Regions from separate parts of the Mus musculus genome. Here all the other regions are linked to region 3. Evidence: chromatin contacts called from public HiChIP or PLAC-seq and promoter capture Hi-C data. All regions are on one chromosome and are shown on one strand. Each heading gives the region's core, a stretch centred on a gene start, on an enhancer-like site or on the middle of the called end of the contact. The rest is flanking DNA. Distances are from core to core; before and after follow the strand shown.

What was found. Promoter capture Hi-C pulls out the DNA fragments that hold promoters and counts their contacts. HiChIP or PLAC-seq counts read pairs in DNA pulled down with a chosen protein or histone mark.
Region 1: a contact with region 3 is called in an H3K4me3 HiChIP or PLAC-seq map of bone marrow-derived macrophages, with 5 times the contacts expected there. The contact joins the promoter of Atmin here to the promoter of Hsd17b2 in region 3. A contact is called at or near these places in 1 of 39 promoter capture datasets (neutrophils) and 2 of 115 datasets of contacts at active chromatin or transcription factors (bone marrow-derived macrophages and hepatocytes).
Region 2: a contact with region 3 is called in a promoter capture Hi-C map of stem cell-derived epiblast-like cells, with 2.9 times the contacts expected there. The contact joins the promoter of Gcsh here to the promoter of Hsd17b2 in region 3. A contact is called at or near these places in 8 of 39 promoter capture datasets (the 3T3-L1 cell line, cranial neural crest, embryonic stem cells and 4 more).
Region 4: a promoter capture Hi-C map of stem cell-derived epiblast-like cells shows a contact between it and region 3, with 3 times the contacts expected there. The contact joins the promoter of Cdyl2 here to the promoter of Hsd17b2 in region 3. A contact is called at or near these places in 4 of 39 promoter capture datasets (the 3T3-L1 cell line, embryonic stem cells, neutrophils and 1 more).
Region 5: a contact with region 3 is called in a promoter capture Hi-C map of neutrophils, with 4 times the contacts expected there. The contact joins the promoter of Gan here to the promoter of Hsd17b2 in region 3. A contact is called at or near these places in 6 of 39 promoter capture datasets (embryonic stem cells, hippocampal neurons, liver and 2 more).
Region 6: a promoter capture Hi-C map of stem cell-derived epiblast-like cells shows a contact between it and region 3, with 4 times the contacts expected there. The contact joins the promoter of Bco1 here to the promoter of Hsd17b2 in region 3. A contact is called at or near these places in 6 of 39 promoter capture datasets (cranial neural crest, embryonic stem cells, liver and 3 more).

What each region holds. Positions count from the first base shown.
Region 1 is chr8:116,941,782-116,945,798 of GRCm38.p6, reverse strand. It overlaps Atmin (ATM interactor), which reads right to left and starts at 2,406. Exons shown (of 4, transcript NM_177700.4): 1 at 2,049-2,406. The coding sequence starts at 2,372. It also overlaps a transcript of Cmc2 not described here.
Region 2 is chr8:116,991,389-116,995,452 of GRCm38.p6, reverse strand. Gcsh (glycine cleavage system protein H (aminomethyl carrier)) reads left to right here and starts at 1,955. Exons shown (of 5, transcript NM_026572.4): 1 at 1,955-2,165. The coding sequence starts at 2,027.
Region 3 is chr8:117,700,130-117,704,204 of GRCm38.p6, reverse strand. It overlaps Hsd17b2 (hydroxysteroid (17-beta) dehydrogenase 2), which reads right to left and starts at 2,259. Exons shown (of 5, transcript NM_008290.2): 1 at 1,942-2,259. The coding sequence starts at 2,209.
Region 4 is chr8:116,730,374-116,734,326 of GRCm38.p6, reverse strand. Cdyl2 (chromodomain protein, Y chromosome-like 2) reads left to right here and starts at 1,336. Exons shown (of 7, transcript NM_029441.3): 1 at 1,336-1,529. The coding sequence starts at 1,506.
Region 5 is chr8:117,156,642-117,160,283 of GRCm38.p6, reverse strand. It overlaps Gan (giant axonal neuropathy), which reads right to left and starts at 2,303. Exons shown (of 11, transcript NM_001081151.2): 1 at 1,983-2,303. The coding sequence starts at 2,149.
Region 6 is chr8:117,094,112-117,098,132 of GRCm38.p6, reverse strand. It overlaps Bco1 (beta-carotene oxygenase 1), which reads right to left and starts at 2,268. Exons shown (of 11, transcript NM_021486.3): 1 at 2,039-2,268; 2 at 445-573. The coding sequence starts at 2,102.

The DNA.
Region 1 (4,017 bases), core at 1,157-3,656, 760 kb after region 3:
GCAGTTTAAATACTGCTAAACAAAGCTTCCAGAGACCAAGCAGGAATCTTCTCCCAACAGCCCGTCTTTCTGTTGTCCAATATCTGGGTTCAGGAGTGGGCCAGGCCGTTCACTGCTGTCTCTAGATAAGAGAATCTGAAAAGCGGATGAAGAGTCTGGGAAGAATGACACACAGGCCCTAGGCCAGAGAGGACTCTGGTACTCCGACATACTCAAATCTGAATAAACATCTGACTGCTGATGTCCACACTTGCTGGAGCAGGTCATGGTGGCACACACTGTAGTCCCAGCGCTTGGGGGTAGGCAGGAACACTCCCAGTAAGTTTAGGCTACTCTGGTCTACAGAGTGAACTCAGGCTAGACAGGGTTCCATAGCAAGACCCCGCCTAAGAACTGAACTGAACCAAACCAAACCTGTACTGGCTCAGACATGTTCTTCCTGTCACGTGTCATACCTGCCCTCCTGTGTATTTCTGAGCTGTGAGCACCAATCTAATGTACATTATCACACCACTTCACCACAGCCAGTGGCATCTCTGTGCTTCCAAGGCAGAACCAAGTTGTAGGGGTACAGTGCTCCCCCAATAGCAGGTCCAGATTAAAGAACAAACACTTCGCTAAGAAATGCTGGCTAGAATCACTGTGGCCAACACCAAGGATGCCCTTGGTCAGAGCAGCAGCTTTGTTTTGTGATCAGAAATCACCCGGGGCTGGAGCTGAAGCTGGAGCCCAGAAGAGTGCTTGCCTAGAAAACCTGGGTTTGGTCCCAAGCACTGAATAAAAATGGGCATGATGATGCATGCCGGCAGCCTCAGCATTTAGGAGACTTCAGGAGCATTTAGGGCAGGAGGATCAAGAGTTCAAGGTTATCCTCAGCTACATGGTGAGTTTGAGGATAGTTTGGGCTATACAAGGACATGAACTATCCTATCAGCAAGGGGGACAACACTGAAGGCTGGTGACCGTTGTTGAATGCAAGTTGTAAGGAGCTGAGGGATTAGGCCATGGAATTATTACAGGCACACTCACTCTCCACCCCCCTAAATCATGGTGAGAGAAAGAGAGAATTTAACATTTAGGATGAAAGAGGAAGCTTCAGGTTGGAGCCTGTAGTGAGTTGTGTTCTGGAACGAGGCTCAAACCTTTACACAGAACTTCCTCAGCTTGCCCCTGCTGACATTTCCTGACTGACCTTTCCCTGACATCACTGTTGCCTTTTGTTGGCCTTACTACACTTATTGGCCTTACTACAGAGTAAAACCTAAAAGTTACAGTTGGGGAGTTCTCAGGGGTGGGGGTGGGGGATGCCCACGGTGAATTCACCTGCAGGTCAGAGAGATCCTGCAACCCTCCAAGTAATGACTCAAATCTGACCAGGGGAAAGGCGCACAAAACTGCTTTCAGTGACTTGCGTTTTCCAGTTGGAGCACTGGGGGCACTGAGATCTGACGGTGAAAGGAAGCTTTCTACTGTAAAAGCTGAGCAGCTGTGACTTAACAGGTCTGGCATGGGGGCCCTAACATCTGATTTCCTCCCCCAAGCTTCCAGAGTATACCATGGGTTTGAAAGCCACCGTCCCCATTTATGTAACACGGAGAGGTCTTGGTCAGACATCCGTCATACCAGCTACCGGTGAACCTCCTCCTTACAGATCCACGGGAGAAACCTCCCTCCCCTCTCCTTCCTGCGCAGAGTTGATCTCAGCAGCCTCGTGAAACTTGCAGCTCAAGTGCCCAGAGTCCAACCCAACCCGCAGCCGCTTTTGAGTGACCAGGTAGGACCCACCGGCAGTTTCGTGGGAGGGGCGGAAAGCCTGCGGGGTTGCATCTGGGTGCCTTGGCGACATCACCTGTCGCTCATCCTTGGAACCTGAGTAAACAGGCAGGCTCCCCGAGGTGTTGTGGGCACGCCACCGAGAAGCTGCTTGCCCGGTGCGTTGTGCGCGCTCCCCCGCGCTCTCGCCGTGCTCGGTCGGTCGGGCGCAGGTGGCAGGGCACGGCGCAAACCCCGCACACCCCGCGCCCGCGTCCCCGCCGCGGCCCGCTCACCTGCAGTCGGTGGCTCTTGACGAGGTGCATGTTGAGCGCAGGGCTGTTGGGCAGGATCTTGCCGCAGCCGCGCACGGTGCACAGAATATTGGTGCGCACAGCCCGGGACAGCTCGCTCACAGTCGGCTGGATCAGCTCCCGGGCCGGTGGCACCGGGGCCGCGGCCCGAGCCCTGGCCGGTCTCGGCCGGCTGCCTTGCAGTCGCGACTCGGGCGGCCTCCACGGGCTAGAGGCGGCGGCGGCTCCCCGCGTGCTCGCCGGCGTGGCCGGGACACCCGGGGCCGGACCCGCAGAATCGGCCGCCGCCGCCTCCGTGGCCGCCATGGCTCCCGCACGGCCGCCAGGCCCCTCTCGCAGTGCCCGCCCCCGCCGCAGCCACTTCCGGCAGGGGGCGGGGCCTCCGGGCTCATTAGCATCCGGCCGGTCGGTGGCCGCAGCGCCGCCCGCCGGCCGCGGCGAGCGCGTGTTGGAGGTTGAAGTCCCATGTGCTGGGAGAACAGGTGAATTGGATAGGTTCCATGAACCCACACTTTCTACTTCCTAGGGACCTGAGCTCAGGCAACAGCTGGATAGAAGAGAAAGAGATGCTTTCAGGTTTAACCTTTTTTTTTTGACCGTTGATTTATTGTTATTAGGAATAAATTTTATATTGTAGACTATTTGATTAGCATGCTTAAGGCCCTGGATTTGATCGGTAGCACACTAAAAACAAAACAAAACAAACTTATCTTATTCTTTGAGGCCCCGCCTGGCCTCAGAATCCCCATATAATCAAGGAGTCCTTGAACTCCTTATTCTCTTACCACTACCTCCATACTCCTGGGGTTTTACTAAGCCTAGTGGTAGCGTTAAAGATTGAACCCAGTGCCTTAGACGTGTACTCTGCCAGCTGAGCTACAGCCCAGCCCCCACAGACTAATTCTCTCTTATCTCTGAAGAGGGAAGAGTCTGAGGTGGATCTAGTCGGCTGAAAGCAAGGTGTCAGCTGGGCTTGTTCTTCCAAGGATCTTGCCTTTTTCAGCGTCTAGAGGTCACCTGCATTTCTTTGCCAATGGGCCTTCCTTTACACCAAAATCAGGAATGGGAAGTTGAGTCTGTCACATTTCATAACCGACATCTATCGTCATCATGCCACCTACTACATTGGACCTGGGTATCACAGGGCCAATGGGCTCAACTGCAGAGTCCCTTTGCCTTGGGGACATACTCAGACTCCAGGAATTCTGAAGCAGGCATTTTTGAGAATTGTTCAGCATGACGCTAGGCTTTCTTGTTCAGATTCCAGGTCCAGATTCCTGCCAACTGTACCAGGGAGAGTTACGAAGTAGAATAAATACCCCAGCAAGTGCAAGGGCTTCGGCAGTTCCCATTCAGCCACTCATGAACCTTGTGGGCAGAATGACTTCTTTGTATGTGACTGACTGGTCGGGAGAGTGGTCAAAGGGAGCTAGTGGGGCTAGGGGGATGGCTCTGTGGTTAAGAGCACTTAATGTTCTTACACAAGACAGGTTTGATTCCAAGCACCCAAATGGTGGTTTACAACCATCCATAACTCCAGTTCCCAGGCACGAATGTGGTATACATACACAGATGCAAACAAAGCACTCATACAAATAAAATCAAACCATCCCCCCTCCCCCTTAAAAAGGTATGTATGGAGGAAATGTCTTTAAGCCTTAGTTAGGGTTTCTATTGTGATAAAACACCGTGACCAAAAAGCAAGTTGGGGGAGGAAAGGGTTTATTTGGCTTAGACTTCCAGATTGTAGCCCATCACTGGAGGAAGTCAGGACAGGAACTCAAACAGGGTAGGGATCCGGAGACAGGAACTGATGCAGAGGCCATGGAGGGGCGCTGCTTACTGGCTTGCTCAGCCTGCTTTCTTATAGAACCCAGGATCACCAGCCCAGGGATGGGACCATCTCTCTCATCAATCACTAATTAAGAAAATACCCTTCAGCCTGAAAATA
Region 2 (4,064 bases), core at 706-3,205, 710 kb after region 3:
CAATTAATTCATTGCTTTGGTTATTGGCGGTTGTCTTTGAGTGGTTCTCAAGACTTCTAAATGCTAATAGGTATCCTGCTAACTTGCTGGGACCAAGAATGACAAACTGATAGGTTTAAAGAACAGAAGAGCATTAGTGGTTGGTGGCACACACCTTTAATCCCAGCACTCAGGAGGCAGAGGCATCGGATTGTTTCGGTAAATATTAATTGGGGGTTTCTACCCCACCATAGATCCGCTAGTTCCCAAATAAAAGACATAAAACCTTTATATTTATAATAAGCCTTAAAGCACTAGAACTGGGCAGATATCAACCCTCTATGTTTTTTTTTTGTTTGTTTGTTTTTGGTTTTTGGTTTTTCGAGACAGGGTTTCTCTGTATAGTCCTGGCTGTCCTGGAACTCACTTTGTAGACCAGGCTGGCCTTGAACTCAGAAATTCACCTGCCTCTGCCTCCCAAGTGCTGGGATTAAAGGTGTGCGCCACCACGCCCCGGCTGTCTCTCTGTCTCTCTTTTTTTAATATATATAAATGTTTAATCTATCTATCTATCCATCCATCCATCATCTATCTATCTATCTATCTATCTATCTATCTATCTATCTATCTTTGGTTTTCGGAGACAGAGTTCCTCTGGTTGTCTGGTATAGCCCTGGCTGTTCTGGAACTCACTATAGACCAGGCTGACATTGAATTCAGAGATCTGTCCCTGAGTGCTAGGATTAAAGCTGCATGCAGCTACCAGGCTGGAATCTCTTCTTGAGGGTTGGGTTGCTTTGTTTGTTTGCTGGCTCTGTAGAGTCTTCCCTATAGGGCTGGTCAGTTTAAAGAAAAGACAGGATCACTGGCTGGCCTACAAGTGTAAGCCGGTCCTGATGTGGCCTTGAACTACTTGAGCCAGTCCCTGAGCAGGAGGCTGGCTGGGCTGGCAGGAGAAGAAACAGCCCATTTTAAAAGGTACCACCCGTTTTTAAGGTACCGGGCTTTTGTCTCAGCTCAGGGGGGTGTAGATGAAGCTGGCCATCATGGAAGCTCACCACCTTTGTCATCTACCAGAGTTTTTATCTAACTGCTACTTCCTTGCCACCAGCAGCCCTAGTTTGGCTTGAATGTCTGGTACAGCTTCTAGTATATATTGTTCCGCCCTTCCCCTCATCCACTGTACAGACTCTGGGTTCCCTGCCCCCAGTACATCCTACGCTTTTCTCTTGGCTAAGGGACACTGAGCCTTTTCAGGGAGCCTTCTCTCCCTCTCCAAGGACATCTGCAGCCACCTCAGGGTAAATCCTGTTTTGTCTTGGTGGTGCCAACCCATTTCCCTTGACAGTGAACATAAGGAATGGAGGTCCCTGACTTGATAACTCCGAGGATGGACAACTCCTTACTCGGAAATCCGCCTGCCTCTGCCTCCCGAGTGCTGGGATTAAAGGCGTGCGCCACCACGCCCGGCTCCCTTTTCTCTTTCTGTCCTTTTTCTTTCCTCCCTCCCTCCCTCTTTCTTTCTTTGAAACAGGGTTTGATGCCTAGAACGGTCTTAAATGAATCCCATGGGGGTGACCTTGTGCAGTTAGGCGTAACTGTGTGCTTTAAGGGCCTGGCGGCACCTCATCTTCCGTAGGACTTTTTGGCTTAGTGGCATGAGACTGCGTTAGCCCAGCAAAACCATCCTTGCTGGAATCTTTCTCTGGCCCCTGCAGCGATGCAGTTCAGGGCAACTCCTAGATTGCGGACTTGGAGCTTCTATTCGCAAGATTCTACTCTCCGCCCTCCAGTGAGGCCCCGCCTCCTCCCTGCCCAGCCAATCTGCGCCTCTCACACAGCCCCATCCGGGCCTCAGCGCCTCCACATGCACACGCCCCTCGCGCGGGTTGTCCTATCCGAAGTGGAACCTTCAAGATGTCCAATCAGAGCGCGCCTCTCCCGGGCTCCGCCCCCGGGCCTGGGTGCTCCGCTTACTCTGGACCCACCCCGTCCCCACCGGCCCGGTGGCGGAGGCGAAGCGCAGTTACCCTCCGGACCTCTGACCATGTCGCTGCAAGTGTCGAGGAGCTTGCGGGTTGTGGCCTACAGCCTGCGCACCGCCCTGACCTTCTGCTCGCCGCGGCCCTGTGTACCGAGCGCCGCCGCCGTCCGCTCACTGCGCACCGGATCTGCTTTGCTGTCGGGTAAGTGCAGGGCACGTGGTCACCGCTCCTGCCCGCCCTACTCCCAAGCCTCCTGGCCGGACCGACCTATAGCCCTACCCACGCTTCTCGCTCTTGGGATCCTGGTTCTGCGGCCTTTCTCCCTAAGTAGGCGGGAGAGTACAGGAGCAAACTTTGAACCCGGGGTAGAAAGGTGGAGCTGGGAGGGAAGGACGGCTGGACCCGCAGGTAAACCGGCCACTCGTGCCGGGCTGAGCTTGCTTTTAGGTGCACCGAGATCCTAAATGTGGGGAGCACTTAGGTTTGCTGTGGAACCTAACAGCAGTTTGTTTACGAGGAACTGCGAAGTGAAGTTAAGCAGAAACACATACTAAAATTTAGCAGAATGCATATACAGATGAATGAAAAGTCAGAGTAACAGAAATAAGCTTTTTACTCTCTCCCCCGCCCCCCGCAAAATCAAGCGTAGTGAGGAAGCTTTAGCTGTGAACTACAGACAGCAGGAAAAGTTCTAACGTCTGAGTCATTGATGTGTACTGGGGTTCAAACGAGCCTGGTTTGACGGACTGGAAATAGCTGGGAGACCTGCCCATTGTACGCGTTTGCACAGTTAGCTGGGAAACAGTTTTATGTGCAAGTAGTGGAGACCTTACTCAGGCAGCACAAATCGGAACGGCTGCTCTCAGCGAGTGCCGTGGGTCAGAAATCTGTGGAACTCAAAATGTTGATCACGTTATTCCTCGGTGTGGAGTGCCACGTTTCTTCCTTTCTTGCTAAAATTTCTCCAGTTTTTCACACACCAGACCGTTATTGACTGGAGTACAAGGGTAAAGAAATGCTCAAATAAGCAGTCCGTTTCAAACCAGGCATGGTGGGTGGCTTCCACCGGTAACCGTGTCAGCACTGCTGAGGTGGAGGATCGCTGTGAGGCCGAGGGCAGCTGGAGCTACATACTGAGTTCCAGGTATTTGGTTAAATATTGCCTAATGTGTCAATTCCCACGGTCTGCTTAACTACTCAGGTTCTTTTCATTTTTACCCTCTTTGAACTGGCAGAATTGTGCACACTTATTATGCAGGGTGCAGAGCCTTGTGCTTGTTGAAACACAGACATTATTCAATTCTGGTTTTTCCTCTTAGAGCTGTGTGGTCTCGGGCACAGTCTCTCAACTTCTCAGAACCCCAGTGCCCTGCATTAGAACAGTGGAGGCGAGGCAATAGCTACCTCAGAGTTACTGGGAAGTCGTCCTGTCACCTGCAGCTTGACATATTAGCAGTGAATAGTTTTATTAACTATTAGTGTGTAGTGCCAGATAGCACCACTGACCCATATTAAGCAAGCTATTGTGTTTGAGAATGCAGTATCTTCAGTTTCAGCTCAGATTTTCTGAGGCCCCAAACCATGGTGGGGTTTTGTTTCTGTTTTCTCAAGGCTGGGTTTCTCTGTGTAATCTTCCCTATTCTAGAACTCTCTCTCTCTGTAGATCAGGCTGGCCTAGAACTCACAGAAGTCTACCTGCCTCTTCCTCTCTGAGTGCTGGGATTTAGGTGTGCCGCCCCCCCCCCCCCCCCCAGTCTGTTTCTGCTCTGAGGTCTGCTCTCACTGCGAAGCTGGAGAGACCCCTGTGTAGCTGAGGATGACAACTTCAGATCCTTCCACAGTGCTGCGACTGGACTGCCGAGCACCACCAAACCCAGCTGTGCAATGGTAGAGACTGAACTCAGAGCTACCACAGTGATAGGCAAGCACCCATCCCCCAAAGCCACATCCCCAGGTCTCAAACTGTGTTTTTCGAGGATTAGGAAGAAAGTAATTATTTACCTAATCTGCTTTCTTCAGTGAGGTCAAGGGTTAACGGAGAATTGTAATCTGTGCCTAAGCCTAGGTAGCATTCCTGGGCTAAAAGGACAATATGGACTT
Region 3 (4,075 bases), core at 1,010-3,509:
TTCCTTCCTTCCTTCCTCTCTCTCTCTCTCTCTCTCTCTCTCTCTCTCTCTCTCTCTCTCTTTCTTTGGTATTGGCGGTGGTTGGTTTGTTTTCTTGTGGTGTTGGGGACTGAACTCTGGACCTTAGCACAAGCAAGACAAGTTCCTCTATCCCTGGGCTCCACCCTAACTTTTAGCAAAGATCTTAAGCCTTCCCAGGAATAATATCAACCTTGTGCTTTCATTGTGCAAATGATGGGAAATGGCAATTTCAGTGTCTCTCAAATATCTCCAGCCCGGCTCTGACATTTGGAAGTTTCCCCTAGGGCTTAGTCCCTGAGCTTGTGTTGCTCACCTCACTTAGGTGGTGACGACACCAAATAAATGGGGAGCAGAGTCCTGCTTTCTCCTCTATCTTGGGATCTGCTGGAATCGCTCCTTCTCAGAGGTCAACTGAAAAAGTGTTAAACCTTGAATTGATCTCTGGATTGTCTACATTTCCTGTCGATTCTGTGATGGGCAGGATGCCATACCTCATTTATTTCCAGAGTTTCTGAGGCTGGGGATAGCTTCAGGGAGGGAGGGACTTGTGTAAGCATGAGAGCCCACGTTCAGATCCCTGGCACCCACGGAAAAAGCTGGGCACTGTGGGAAATGCTGGCAGCTCCTCACTGAAGAGCCAAAACCAAGAGGATCGCTGGGGCTTGCTTGTAAGCCAGGCTAGCCACTCAAGGAGCTCCAGAGTGGGGGAGAAATACCACCAAAAGGATAAAATGGGGAGTGGCTGAGGCACACACCCAGGATTGACCTCTGATCCTCAGAGAGAGAAAGATAAAGACAGACACAGACAGACAGAGACAAACAGAGACAGACAGAGACAGACGTGTACTTAATGGTTCTGTCTTCTTTCGTACAACTGGGAAATACAATAACTACTCGACTTCACTGTTGTATCTTAAACTCAGAGAAGCTGATGTCCTGCCCTTCCACACCCCAGCCAGAACCAAACCGTGCTCACAAGAAGAATCTTTGTTACTGGATTTAAAGTAAAAAAAAAAAAAAAAAAATTGATTCATCAGTCCACGAGTCCCCTGCTGACCACAGCCAGGGGCCCCAGCCACAGGTGATGACTTCCTTATGCAGGGGTGACACCCTCCTCACAAGGTGACTCTGCCGATGGCCTTTCCTCTTCTTTCCAGGCCTTTCTGGGTTAGGATCACTTGAGGGAATTCTAGTTGCAGCTTTCACCAAACAAACCCGTTTTACAACTCCAAGGAATCTAATTTGGCCGCCTCGCGCTTACTGCAGAAGAGCCTGCAGAAGAAGTGAGAGGCTGGCAGCTCAGCTAATGAGCAGCTAGCTCCGTGTGCACGCACTGCCAGTTTGATCTAATTAAGAAGCACTAATACACTAATGACATATAGAGAAAAGGTTCAAACAGGACAACAGGGTGGTTCGTGGTTCGGGACAGCAGCCTGGCAAATTGCAAAGGCTCAAAGTACAGTGGCGTCCCTAGACACACAGTATTGTGCCAAAGCTGACTGGCCACCTTCCTTCCATACATAGAGGGGTGACCAGGCCTAGGACCTAGATAAATAGTCACCTCAGAACAGAATAGCAACCAAGCCTGAAGAAGTCTGTCAGGTATTTCCTGGTACAAGAACACACGTGAAATGATGCTGTTTTACTTATTTATATTTATTCCTAGGAAATTAACACACTCATTGTATAGATCTGTGGCCCTGAGCAATTGTCACGTTTTGTCTTACCACTGGCTCCTTCCAAAGCCCATCCAAACCAAAGGACACGCAAAAAGGCAGTGAGAACCACTCGGGTATGTGCTGCCTGTCATTCACTCTAAGCACTTCCCACTCAAGCCAAAACTGACAGTGTCCCCCCACTGAGGACAGAGAGTATCAGACTCTTCTCCGCAGGACAATCACAGGAATGCTGGCCACTTACCTGTCACCAGCACGGCCTTTTGATCCACAGGTAACAAGTCTTGGTCAGATGAACTCATATACAGAAGAAGGAAGCAGGCCACGGATAAGAGGAACAAGGTGCAGAGGAGGGACAGACTGAGCAGGCAGGCACCTCCCCAGAGGCCAGCGAGACACACCGCCTGGCTCCGCAGCTGCCTGCCACTCCGGCATCCGCAGAGAAGCGTGCCCCCCAGCACTGCAGCGGCAGCCAAGCAGAGCCATGCTGACTCAGAGGCAAACGGGCTCATTCTCCACTGGCCTTCACTTGCTCTGGGCCAGTGAATACTGTGAGTGCAGAAGCTGGCTGGAGGCAGCCCAGGCTTATATGAAGGGAGAGGCAAGCGGGAGGGGGGAACGACAGCCCCCGCACCCTTTGAACAAGCATGTTAAAGGTAGTGATAGGGGAGACTACTCCCAGGATGTAATTTAAACTGTGCACTGTGATATAAATACCTGCTCATTCCCCTAAGGCACTCAACACTTACACATGAGCACACGTACACACACAAACACACACACACACACACACACGTACACACACACATACACACACACACAAATATACACACACCTACACAGACATATAGACATACACACATGCACATACACACAAATAGGCACATACACACAAATAGACACACACACATCGTAACACACAGACATAATACACACACGGACATACACACACATACAGACATACACACACTTACACATACACACATACACGCACGCGCACACGCACCCTCCCACCTGACAGATGTTTACTCAGATAATGATTGACAGACTTGGAATCACAAGAAGACAATCTCCTTTGGATGTGCCCTCTCTGTGTTGGTTGAGTTCTTTTGCTAACTCCGAGTGTATCTGTATGTGTGGCTGTGAGTGTGTGTGTGTGTGTGTGTGTGTGTGTGTGTGTGTTATCCAGGTAATCAGTGAAGCTTGGAAAGTGGATTCTAAGAAGAGAGCATCCCCGATCTGGCCTGTATCTGGAGGACTACTGCCAACTGAGACAGGTTAAGGGCTCAATGAGCCAAAAAAAGGCTCACCTTAGAGGCAGATGGAAGGTGCCTGTGTCTTCCCAGAGGGCAGTTGTGCCAGAGAGAGACCATAGCAATGACAATCAGACTGAGAGAAGCTGTCAGAACCAGTGCTCTGCTCAATTCTGACTCAGTCTACCCTGTTGGAGGCTCTGTTCTTGGTAGTAGGACTCGGTCTCCGAATAGGATGTCCTTACAACATTTCTATTCGTGTGGCAATAACGAGAGAGGCAATCAATAGGAGACTAGAGAGATTAGGAGCCGGAACGCAGCAGGGTGTCAATCCCCGGCATTGCCCTTTGAACCACCCACTGTCTGCTTTCGGTCAAACACAGAAAAGCAACCCCTCCTGTGCTAGTTCCTCCTTTTGCCCAGCTTGCATCTTACACAATCCTTTGTTAGAGTCAGCTTGTAAACTAGAAAATTCAGGCTGGGAGAGGCTGTACTTTATCCAAGAGCAAGGAATCTGAATCCACACACCTGTGACTCACCAGCTCAAGAGCCCTTCTGTAAAAACTGGAGAGATAGTTCAGTCTCTATATATAGGTATCTGGGTATTATATACCATGAGCGCGAACACACACTTACACATGAGCACACGTACACACAAACACACACACACACACACACACACGTACACACACACACACACACACACACACACACACACTCGGACCACCAGTTCCTATACTGACACCCAAGGGGAGCTCCCACGGGATTTGATGGGTGTGGTGCTTACTGGTGTCTGCCTAGGACAAAGCAGGATTCTAATAAAGGCTAGAAACTGAGAAAACTGGAGAGAGAGGAGCTCTCACTTTGTGTTCAGATGGCTCATTTTAAACCCAGTTCAGTTCCCACAGTTGTTAAGGATGAGGTAATCTTGGCTGGGGGATGCTGTCTCTTTACCTGTCAATACACTCTGCCCCACCTGGAACCCTAGATGGGGCCTCAGTGTGGGAAGCCGCAAACGCCATTACAAAATGATGCTGGTTTCAATAAGCCGACACCCATGAATATGGGTAAACAACCAATGTGCGCATGTGCCATAGAGTTTTTGCTGAGTCACTGCCTGGCACG
Region 4 (3,953 bases), core at 87-2,586, 970 kb after region 3:
ACGGTGCTGCTTGTATATGGCCACCCATTTGGAAAGGAGAGCAGGTGATCTGCCCACCGTGCTGCAAACAGCAAACGACCAAAGGAGGATATGGTTCATATTCATTACATATTTGAATGTAAAAAAATTGAAAAAAAAATGACGAGGTGGACAGACATTTGGAGCCTGAGTCCCTTGTGTCCTTCTCCAATGTCAGAACACTCACCCCGGGATTCTGAGAGAGTTGTACTATTTTAAAAAGAGAAGCCTTTAGGTACAAAGGTGACCATACATACAGGATGCTTTTAGGAGGAGATAACTTTTTAGAAAGAGGTAACTCTACCTCTGTAGCCCAGCAGTAGAGGGAACTCCTGTTGAGACATTGAAGGAACCCTTCCTCTCTTCCCTAATGCGCATCTCCTCTTCCCTCTGGGATTCAAAGTCCAGTGTGGGCAGGGTCTCACTGGTGGCTGCAGACACTTGTAGTTGGGTGGACTTTGGGAAATGTTTGTTGATTAACTGATTGGATAGTGAGGCAAGAGAGCTTCCAGGGGAGGCCATGTCTGGCTCTAAAACACTTCGCAGGGTTTAGTGGTGACTGCCACTGTCCTGGCTCTCCTTGGAGCCTGTGGACCAGCCACTTCCTCTCTCCTCTCCTTGAAAACTCATCCTGGAAGCAAGGGGGCCCCTCAGCTCCGAGGGGCCAGTTTTCCTAAGAACGTGCCCAGTCCCCTCCCCGGGAAGGAGAAGAGTGGGGTACTCTGGAGCTAGAAGCAGGACTGAAGAGGGGCTCCCTTGCCTGAGACCTGCAGGTTGATACCTGCCTCTTGGCCGCCCCTTCGCAGCCCGGGCAGGTCATTCCGGGTGGGCACCTGGCCGGGTACTCTGGGGGCCTCGCGGCTGCGCGCGCGGCCGGGCTCGGGAGCGGTACCCGGGCTCGGCCCTCGGTGGCCGCCGCCCCCTCCGCCCCGGGGGCCGGGCCGGGCTCCCGGGAGGCGGGGACTCGCCCAGTGGCAGCAGCGTCCGGGCGGGCGGCGGGCGCGGGGCGGCTTCCTGCAGGCGGCGCCGGGGCGAGCCGAGCGCTACAGTCACCGGCCTCGGGACACGGGGGCCCGGGCGCTCAGGGGGCCGCGTCCGAGGCTCAGGGCGCGCTGCGCAGCCGTCGGTCGCCCCTGCCCGCGCTCGCGTGTCGCCGCGATTGCCGCGGCCGCCGCCGGTTACGCCAGCCCCGCCGCCGCCCGCTCCGATTCTGCGCACAGGCGGCCCCCAAGCCTGTCATTCTGCAAAAACACAGTTTACTCAACACGCCGCACACACTCGCGCGCACACACTCTCACACACACTCACACACAGACACGCGCGCGCGCGCGCACGCAAACACACACACATACACCACACACTTATACACACGCACGCACACACGCGCTCACGCGCGCGCGCAACCCGGGCCCCCCGCGCGCACACGCACGGGAGCGCGCGAGCGAGCAAGACGCGCACACCCGGCGAGCCAAGTTCCGCAGCCTGGCATGGCTTCTGGGGACCTTTACGAGGTACGGAGAAGCCGGGGCGCGGGCGGCGCCGGGGAACCGGGCCTGGCCGAGCTGGTGTGAGCGTAGTCCTGAGCCCGCGGGTGGTGGCGCCGGGGATTGGAGGGCGGCTGGGGGACTCGAGGGTGGCGGCGGACCCGAGGGTGGCGGCGGGGACCGGAGGGTGGCGGGGGCCGGGCGCGCCTCCCGCCGCCGCCTCCCGCGGCGCCCGCTCCCTCTTTCTCTTTCTCTCGCGCACACACTCTCTTACTCCATCTACTTTGCGGCCTTGGAGAGGGGAAGGAGGAAGCCGGGCGGAGCCGGGGCGGAGGGAGGGAAGGTAGCGGTCCCGGGGAGGTGCTTGCTCAGCCCCGACGAGCCGCCCCGAGTGTGGAAAAAAAAAGTACAGGTTAAAAAAAAAATTAAGGAAAAAGAAAAAAAAAGTCGCCGGGCGTGCGAGGGAATGCGGGGGGGCCCGCGCTGCGGACGGCCCAATTTAGGGGTCTTGAGCCCCCGGGGGTGCGCGGGTGTGGGTTGGGTGGGTGATCAAAGCGGAGCCAGGTTCCTAGGAAGGGGAATGAAAAGGACAAGAGTGTTGGGGCACGGGGGAGGGGGTGCCCTGGGGACACCACTCTTGCAGTTCCACAGGGGCCACTGAGTGCCTGCCCCCTCCCCCCACCTGCTGCCTAGTGTCCCCCTTCTCTGGACTCTGAAGCTCTCCTGGCAAGGGCTTGGGGGTTGGTCGCCTCTGCTGGTGTCATGCTTCCTAGGGTGAAAGAGGGGCTGCAGAGGGACCCTCCAGGTGGAAGGGAAGCTGGCCTGAAACTTGTATGTGGGTGGTCAGACTTGTCAGAGGACATGGGTGTGAATCCAGTTCCCAGAACTCCACTGGCACACTAAGGGGGTCATACTTGTCTCTAAGGTCACACAGGTAGTAGTGGGCACTGGATATTTTGAAATCGGTTCAAAATGTTGAAAGAAGGCGTCCATCTGTCATCTTTTGGACAAGAAATACCCACGGTCCCTGGGGAGAGAGGGCTTAGCTGGCCTCGGGACCACAACAGTTCTTGAGTGGGATTTGGACTCCTGGACAAATAAGAAGCCACCACTGATCCCAGGGGGAGTATGCCCTTCAAGAGGTGTTTGTTCTCACGAAAAGGGTCTGAATAAAGAAGCCAAAGGGCCTGGCCACCTTCTCCCAGGAGGCCTGCAGATACTGCAAGAAACCAGTGTCACACGGGTCAGGTTGAGTTTCCCACCCCTTTCCTCCAGTATGAACCAGCCACTACGGTTGGCTGTCATTCCGAAGGTTGTCTAAATTTCCATGCAGTCGTGGAACAGGTCGAGTTAGCATTTTGGGTTAAGAGACTGCAGTCGTAGTTCATCAACTGTAAGCTTTGTTCCCGGGGTCTTCCTGGAAGCCCAGGCTTCTCAGGAAGAAGGTTTACTGACTGGTGTGAGTGGAGAGTGGAGGACAGGCAGGTAGGCATCTCAGCTTCCTATGTATCCAGAGCTTTCTGGGTGATTCTGAGCTTGGTGGGGCCCGGTGATGGGTGACAAGCCATCAGGCTCAGGTGGGGCCCACGTTTTTAAAAAATGATATAAGTTGCCCTCTTCTTTATCCTATGGCCTTCCTTCTCTTTGTGCTGATGGAGAAGCCAGGGAGGGAGAGGAAATTGATGAGAAACTGACAGGATGTAGTACTCCGGGCCACCCAAACTCATCCATCTTTCCCCAAGATGGCAGAGCAGTCTCTGAAACCAAAAAGTTAAAACATAGTGAAACGAAAACCTTTGACCAAGTCCCCTGGACCCTGGCAGAAAGTGGATGCCATTTAGGAACAAAGCCAATCTTGTTGAGGTCATGGGATTTTTCTCACTGATGGTGAGTTGTCTCAGAGCAGCTGACATTGCTTGGGTGACAAGTGGCCTTGTTGAAGACATGAAGTGGACATCACAGGAAGACGTCAGTGCGTCCCCATTTAAAGTCTGAAACTTACAAACCTCCTGGGGATAATTTCTTGTTTAATGTTCACCTGAAACTGCCATTCTTAACCTTGGTAATTACAGTCCCCAGATGAAGATGGGAGTTTCCGCAATGGCCTTGAACTATCTCAGCAACTCAAAAGTGCTTATTGAAGTTCAATAAGCAGGACAATAATAACAATTACTTCTGTGGTGGTAGGTAATTGTGTGAGATCTAAAATGGTTTTCCTGTGGCTGATTATTTGCACAGCCATTACTAGAAGGGCTAAACTGTATTATGAGAATATAACCAACGTCAACATTTTTATAGCCCATGCCTCCATTACATAACATACACCGAGGGACTCAATTGGTTGTTAGAGTTTAACTTAAAAACAAGAAGCGCCAGGTGTGCCTCAGTCCATATTTTTTTTTCTAACTGTCAAATTGCCATATGCATTAAAAATAGCCCATTGATTAAAAA
Region 5 (3,642 bases), core at 1,054-3,553, 540 kb after region 3:
GTAAATTTCAGTATCTTCTTATGGTCTTAGGTAACCCCTGGAAAAGGGTCATCTGACCCCCAAGGGGTTGCAACCCATAAAACGAGACTACTGATTTAAATGATAAAATATAGAGCCATCAAGTGTTGGTTTTATCCCAAGTACATCCAAATACAACCGATGTTGTCATCTGGAACAGTGGAATCAGGACATTATGCATAGTAAACTTGGGAGTGGACTCCTAGCTCAACCACGAAGCACCAGGAGCCTCGACATCTAAGTTGGTAACATCCTCTGAGACACCATTTTTCTACTTGGAAACTGACAAGCCATGGCCCAGAGGAAATCTATCCTAACTGCTGGACAGACTTGCATGGAGAGCTGTTGAGGGTCTGAAGCTAATTACACATTTCTTTGTAGGTGCCTCGGAGATTAAATGGCACAAAACCACACTGTGCCCCTCATTTGTCATTTTAATGAGCGGGAGTCAAGACTAAATCATCCCCAACAACCCACAGCAGGCAGGTAAGAGCTGAGACAGAAGCAGATCTCCAGACTGCCCAGGGCGGTGCTCCTCTCAACCAGTTCACATGGCAATACAACAGAGCCAAACCTCTGATGTCCACTGGGAAGCGAGGTAATCACTCATTCAACACATGTATTCTGGCACCAGGCACCAGTCCCTCTAGGAAGGTCCCAGCAAGAAACAAAAGAAAAATCCTTGGCCTACTGACTTTACATTGTGGCTCACGGAGATGAGCAAAATACAGGGTTTACTGCAGTGGTAAGTATCACAGAGAAAGATGGAGACAGTGTTTCAGGATATGCGACTTTAGAGCTGGGTGCCATTTAAGGATCTGTAACAATACTGCATCCATTGTAGTTTTCCTAAGCATTTCCCAAACTAGGATTACTCTGTTACGGGAAAGGTCTGGCCTGGAAATTCAGTTTGATTGACTGCCTTAACCTCTGAACTGCCAGCCCTGAGCTGTCATATTGGTGATCTAAATTTCTTGTTCACAGACACCTGACCCCTAAGTCCACAAAGAGCCCAATGTTGTAAGGCCAGGCTAGGCTAAAAGCCAGAAGTTTCAAGGGCACTTGGATTGCTTCTGGAGTTCGAAGGTCTCCAAAAGCAAAGATTCAAGAACAGCATATGTGTCCGAGTTCTGCTGGGACAGAGCCCTAAGAAACGGCATACACATAATTTTCCATTTTCTGATCTGTCAATTCTAGTGACATTGCTATCATTCGTCTATATTTAACCAGCTTACTGGGCACTTTCTCTACCTTTTAGTGCCCCCCCCCACCCCCCATATTAAAAGAGCAAACCAGTTTGCCTGAAGGAAAGTTGCTAAAGAAAAGACAGGAGCCCATCTCACAAATTCTGATCCGATGCTATAAGCTTGGTCTCAACCTTTTCATTAACCTAGTAAACTGGGCTAAGGTTTGCGTCGCTTAAGTTTTACAGTGCCCTCTTGGTGGTTACAATCGCTGGGTCCTCGGTGGTAACTGTAGCCAAAGAACGACCCCGGGTCTTCTCAAATTCGCAACAGTTTTGCCTGTTTGTAACAAGGGAGTGGCAAAGTGACAGTTGGGCTTTGGGGGTGGGGGCTTCCCACCGACCTCTTACAGGGTTCTCCTTCTGCCTAAGCCGCGGGTGTTTGTTTTGGCTTCCCCGCGCAAAACCTGGCCGGCCCACTGTGCGGTGACTCGGAGGTAAAACTTCTGCGGGGCTCCGCGGGCCGGGCGGGGCCTGTCGGGGCGAAGGGGCGGCTCTTCCCGGAGCAGCCCCGCCCTGCTCGCGGGTGCGGGTCCAGGACGGCCTGTACACCGTGTTTGGGGCTTTTGCGGACCTCCAGGGACTCCGGGATCGGGGCGATCTCGGTGGAGAGGCCCATGGGCGCCCGAGGGGCGCGGCGGCAGAGCCACTGGAGCCGCAGGCGGCCAGGCCAGAGAGAGAGGGAGGGATGCGGAGGCGATGGGCGGCGGCGCCCGCTCACCTGATGTACGGGCTGGCCGCCGCCAGGATGTTCTTCTGCACCGGGATCTCCTCGCCGTCGAGGACCAGATGCGCGTCGCAGAAACGCGCCTCCTCCCGGAACGAGCTGAGCGCCCGCAGCAGGCGCGCGGCGTGCTGAGGGTCGGACACAGCGCTGCCCTCGGCCATCGCGCCTCCCGCTCCTCCGCCGCCACCTGCCCGACCCGCCCGCCCGAGTCCCGCGCACGTCCCCGCCGGCCACTCCTCGCGTCCGCTCGCCCGCCCGCCCGGACTGAGTGAAGCTCTGGAGTCAGAGCTGGAAGTTCAACAACGCGCCTGCGCCATCGGCAGCGCGTGCGGACGGCGCCTTTAAGGAGCTGTGCCGTTGCGTCATCTTTCCGCGACGCCCCCGCGCCCCGCCCTACCTCGCAGCAGCCAATCAGAAGGGCTGGGCTGCGAGCGCCGGGCGCGCCCACGGGCTGTGCTTGGTGCGGGCGGAAGGGTTTAGCGGTTCCGCGGTATCCAATTCCCAGTCTCGGCGAACCGAGTGCTCTCAGTGTGGAAGGGAGTGAGACGCAGAGTGAAGCCGAGGACTTATTATTCCTTTCGCGGGAGTTACGCCTCGCTACGTTCACGTCCATTAGTTCCGGGCAGAACGCGGAGTCCGCCAGAAGCCTTCGCTGAAGACGTCGCGAGTGAAGCGAGAGAAACAAGCAGTTTTGCAAGGCTGTGGCAAGGAAGGTGTTTTCCTCTTGCAATTGGGGACCGGGAGCAATGGAAGGGTTTTAAATACCGCGGTAGGGGTAAGGTGTTCCGAAGGTTTCTAAGATCGGGGTCTTTAAAGCAGATCGATGCCAAGATTAGATAGTGGGCTGGATAAAAGGACTCTGTGGTATATGCCCTCCCTTCCGCCCCCGCACAAGAGTACAATTGGGAAGGAGAGGGGGTCCAGTTAATTGCATGATTGCCATCCCTACCTTTTAGGAAAGATAAAGTCTGAAAGACTAGGGGGTATGAAGGCCAGATGTTCGGATGGTGGGGGCTAGACTTCCCACAGAGACAGATCAAGGCTGTGGTACTAAGCACCCCTGGGTGTGCTCACTCTGCAGGGCGAGCCTCGTCTGTGTCCCTGGAAGTTGCTGAAGGTGCTTGGGAGTGGAGGAAGTAGCTACCATTTTGTGCAAACATTAGGTGCTCGAGGCTACAGAGAATTAAGTCTTATGAGGACCAAGGATCAGAACATTGGGGCAGCATTCAAAGTAAGGCAGGATGTGGTTTTCAGTGCGTCAGCACAGCCTCCCGTAGTCCAAAGGCCCCAAGGAAAGTCTTGGTTTTCACCCTGGAAGCAGCAAGGCTTTGGCGTCACTGATAGGAATCAGAGTATAAACTATACTCAAGATAGGAGACTAGGGGAGTAAAGTCAAGGAAGTTACTAGTAGAAGATCGATACATTTCCAGTTTCCATTTCAAACACAGTATCTATACCTGCAGTGATAAAAGTATCTAGACTCTAAACCAGGAGGTGGTGACGCAAGCCTTTAATCCCAGCACCGGGGAGGCAGAGGCAGGCAGGTCTCTGTGAGTTCCTGGCCCACCGAGAGAGTTCCAGAACAGCCAGGGGCTACATAGAGAAACCCTGTCTTGAAAAACCAAAGAGACAACCCCCGCATCCAAAAAAAAAA
Region 6 (4,021 bases), core at 1,019-3,518, 610 kb after region 3:
TTCCAAAGAATCGTTTGCAGTGGGGCTGCATGAATCTTTCACTGGAATCCAACGGCATCTGAACCCTGCAGCACCCGTGTGACGGGAGGGACTTTGTAAGCCTTACTCAGCTAAAGCTTTGGGGGGTTGTGTGACTGGTTACAGTGGCATTATAGAGTCCTTGTAAGACTGTAAATCCTGGTTTGAGACAGGGAGGTGGCCAGGAGCCAAGGGTACAGCCACCTTCTGAAATCGTGTGAAAGCACGGCACTGTGTTCTCCCCAGAGCTTCCAGAAGAAAAGCAACCCTGCCAATACTTTGGGCATCTCCCCAGTGAGATCAGTTTCAGACTTCTGACCCTCCAGAATGGACAGAGGAAAAAAAACTCCTATTGCTTCAGGCCACGGAGTCAGTCAGCCTGGTATCGGTTACCATGACAACAGCAAACTCATGCCAGGCTCTTACCATCTCTGATGGAGAAACTGTGGAGAAGGGCCAGGCCATCAAACCAATGGTTGTACTTGCTCTCTCCCACTGTGTGCATCCCGGGCCCGTTTCGGAGCAGGGTCCCCTGCAGCCATGCTGGAATGCTGCCTGTGGAAGGATAAACTGTTTAGTTGCCAGATTCCATGGCCAGACTGAAAAGTCTCGGAAAGAAAGGGGTGGGGGTGGGGGGATGGAATGTGGGAGGGTCATAAAAAAGGAACTAAGTGCACGGAATATACTATTCATTATCTGTCCGTGTATTCCACGGTCCTATCTAGAAAAGGTATAATAGGGCAGGCAGTTTGCTAGCACTGAAGAGGACCAAGGAGGACAGACGCTGTCCCTACTCTGAAGTCGCCCGCTGTCCATTAAGAGATGGACAAATAGGCTCTCCAAATACATTTTGCCAGAAGCAGCGCTGCAGCCCTGAGCTGTGCAGAACAGAAGTGCCTTGCCTGGCTAAGAGCTGGGAAGCAGTGGCTTTCTGGAGGTGACAGGCAGAGTCTTGAGGGAGAACGTTTGCTTCACCACATGAGAGAATATTCTAGAGGCTGGGGAGATGGTTCGGTGGATAAAGTGCTTACCACACAAGCAGGAGGTCCTGAGCTGGCCTTCCAAACCCATGTGACAAAAGGTCAGCCATGAGAGATAACATGGGCTTGTTATCCCAGTGCTGGGGAGGCAGAGGCAGGAGGATTCCTGGGACTTGTTAGTCAGTCTAACTGGTAAGTTCCAGGTTGGTGAGAGGTCTTGCTTCAAGTAATGAGGTGAATGTGGACTTGAGGGTGGCACCTGAGCCTTAGCGTGTTTGAGTTTGAAGGATCACTTTCAGGAGCGCTCTCCATCAACTATCTATGAAGAGAGAGCCACGGGGAGCAAGCTGGTAAGCACCCCCCATGGCCTCTGCATCAGCCCCTGCTTCCAGGTTCCTGCCCTGAGTTCCTGTCCTGACTTCTTAGATGATGAACAGGGATGCAGAGAGTGGAAGCCAAGCCCTTTCCTCCCCCAAGTTGCTTTGTTCAGGGTGTTTTGTCACAGCGATGGTAACCCTGACTGAGAGACATCTATCTTGTCTTACGAAAACTTAAAGAGAGAGGGTTTGGAAAGATGGTGCAGTGCCTAAGAGCACACACTGCTTCCAGTTCCTGAGGGCCTGAGTTCAGTTCCCACTACCCACTGTAATCATAAGTGCCTGAAAGAGGCTTGCAGCCAAGCCTGACAACCTGGGTTCCATCCCTGGGACCGACATGATGGCGAGAAGCAGCTCCTACAAGTTGTCCTCTGGTCTCCCCCACTTGCACCGTGGCTATCGGAGCATTCCCAACACTCCTCTGGAGACAGTGAGAAAGGATTGCTCTCCCCGTGGACACCGAGTTACCGTGTAGAAACATACCCTATTGGTTACAGAGACTGTTTCTGGATACTGGCTCATCCTGTTGCCATATATGGGTTTCCAGGCTTCCAAAAGCAACTTCTAACATGGGGCAGGGGAGGTGGAGGTGGGAGTGGGGGTGAGGGATAAAGGGAGGGGGAGGGGGTGAGGAAAATGCCCATCTAAATACAGAAGTCTCACCTGTCACTTTGGCCTGAACTGGCTCCAGCTGTTCTTTCTTATTCTGGCCAAATATTATCTCCATGGAACCGGTGAGCGGCAGCAAGGGGGTTGTTACTGGAATAGACAAAGCCGTGTGTGCTCAAAGCCTCCTGTCTTCCTGCTCTTTGCTCCTTGACATCATCCTTGGTCCCTGTACACTCCGTCTCTTCCTCTGTGTCCCTTCCCCAAGCTGACCGGTGCTTCTGCCTGCTGCCGGAAGCTGCTGGGTAATTTATACAGTGTGTGTGTGTTAGGTCAAAGGTCAGTTCCCAAGCCATGTGTTACTGCTAATCTTTAATCCCATTAGTGTTTTTCCAACTCCTCCGCTCTGATTTCACTTTTAGCTTAGCCAAGGAAGGCTCCGCTCTGAGTCGGAAGAGATGATTTGGCGCGTTCTGCTGAGTTTGCCCGAGCTAGCCCATCCTGAGAACTGGATGCATTTATGGTTAGAGCAGAGAGAACAGCATTTGGGATCAGCAAAGGCTCTTCAAGCGAGGGGACCATCAAAGACATTGACCGCACTATTGCAAGTTGTGGGCTGGTGACATCTTTGCCTTCTGCAAACAGAGAGAGAAGGCTTTGATTTTAACCTGGGGCTTGGTTCGTTCCCACTCTTAAAAAAAATCCTATCAACGGACACTTGATTGGTTTTCTTTTTGGAAGGAGGGCTCAAAGATGTGTCATGTGCCCATTTAAAAAGCAAAGATGGGGAAGACAAAGACTTGGCTTTTTCGGGAACCAAAGAACAATTAAAACACAAAACAACGTCAGGGCCTGTGCACAAGCGAGGCTTTGAATTCTGCCCAGAGCACCCGAATGAATTCCAGAGCTGGGAGGCAGAGACAGGAGGATCCCTGAGGCCTTCTGCATAGCCAGTCCATCGGGAACCCTTCAGTTCAACTCAGACTGATAAGAGGGAGGACCCAAAGACTAAAATCCACACTGCATTTTTGAGAGCATAGGGTGGGAATTGGGGGATTCTCGGTTCCTGCTGCTCGAAGTGACGCCCTCAGCCAGGAGAGCAGCAGAAGGCTTCCACACTCCACCACATATACAGGAATCAAAACACCACAGGACACCTCGTGAATATGTATGATCTCCCTGTCTTATGTAATTAAAGAAATTATAAAACTAAAGATGCTTTGGGATTGGAGACAGGGATCAGTCAGTAGAGTATTCTACTTGCCAAAGAAAGACCCTGAGATCAACTCTCAGGACTCAGGGTTAAAAAAAAGGGTGGGGGAGCCAAGCCAAGCCTGGTGCTGGTACTGCCTGCTGTCTGCTGTCTGCTGTCTGCTGTCTGCTGCCTGCTGCCTGCTGCCTGCTGCCTGCTGCCTGCTGCCTGCTGCCTGCTGCCTGCTGCATGTATACAATCCCAGTACTCAGGAGGTTGAGGCAGGCAGCTCCTTAGCTGATGGCCAACCAGCTTAGCCCCTTGGTGAGTTCAAAAATAAATAGATAAGATGGATGGTACCAGAAAAGGCAACTGCCAAAGTTGTCCTCTGGCCTATAGACAAGCTCACACACACACACACACACACACACACACACACACACACACACACACACACACACACGAGAGAGAGAGAGAGAGAGAGAGAGAGAGAGAGACAGACAGACAGACAGACAGACAGACAGAGTTTGAGGAGAGAGGGAGAGAGCCACAGGGCTTGCCTTCACATAGCCCAACTGTGGAGGTAGGAGGGTGAGAGCTGAGCAGAGAGTCGTTCAGGGTTTTAGAACGTTCTAGAACAGGCTGTGCTTCCTCCCCTGGCTGCATGTTGTCATCACCTGGTGAGAGTTTGCAAAGTGCTGTCACTGGGCTGGGCTCCAGATCCACTGACTCAGAAGCTCAGTGGAATCAGAGGCCCGTGTTTGAGGAATGTCTCTACTGTGCACAGCTGGAGCTGAGGAGCCCATAGCCAGGGAAGAGACGGTGAGTTTGAATGAAATGGGGCTGCA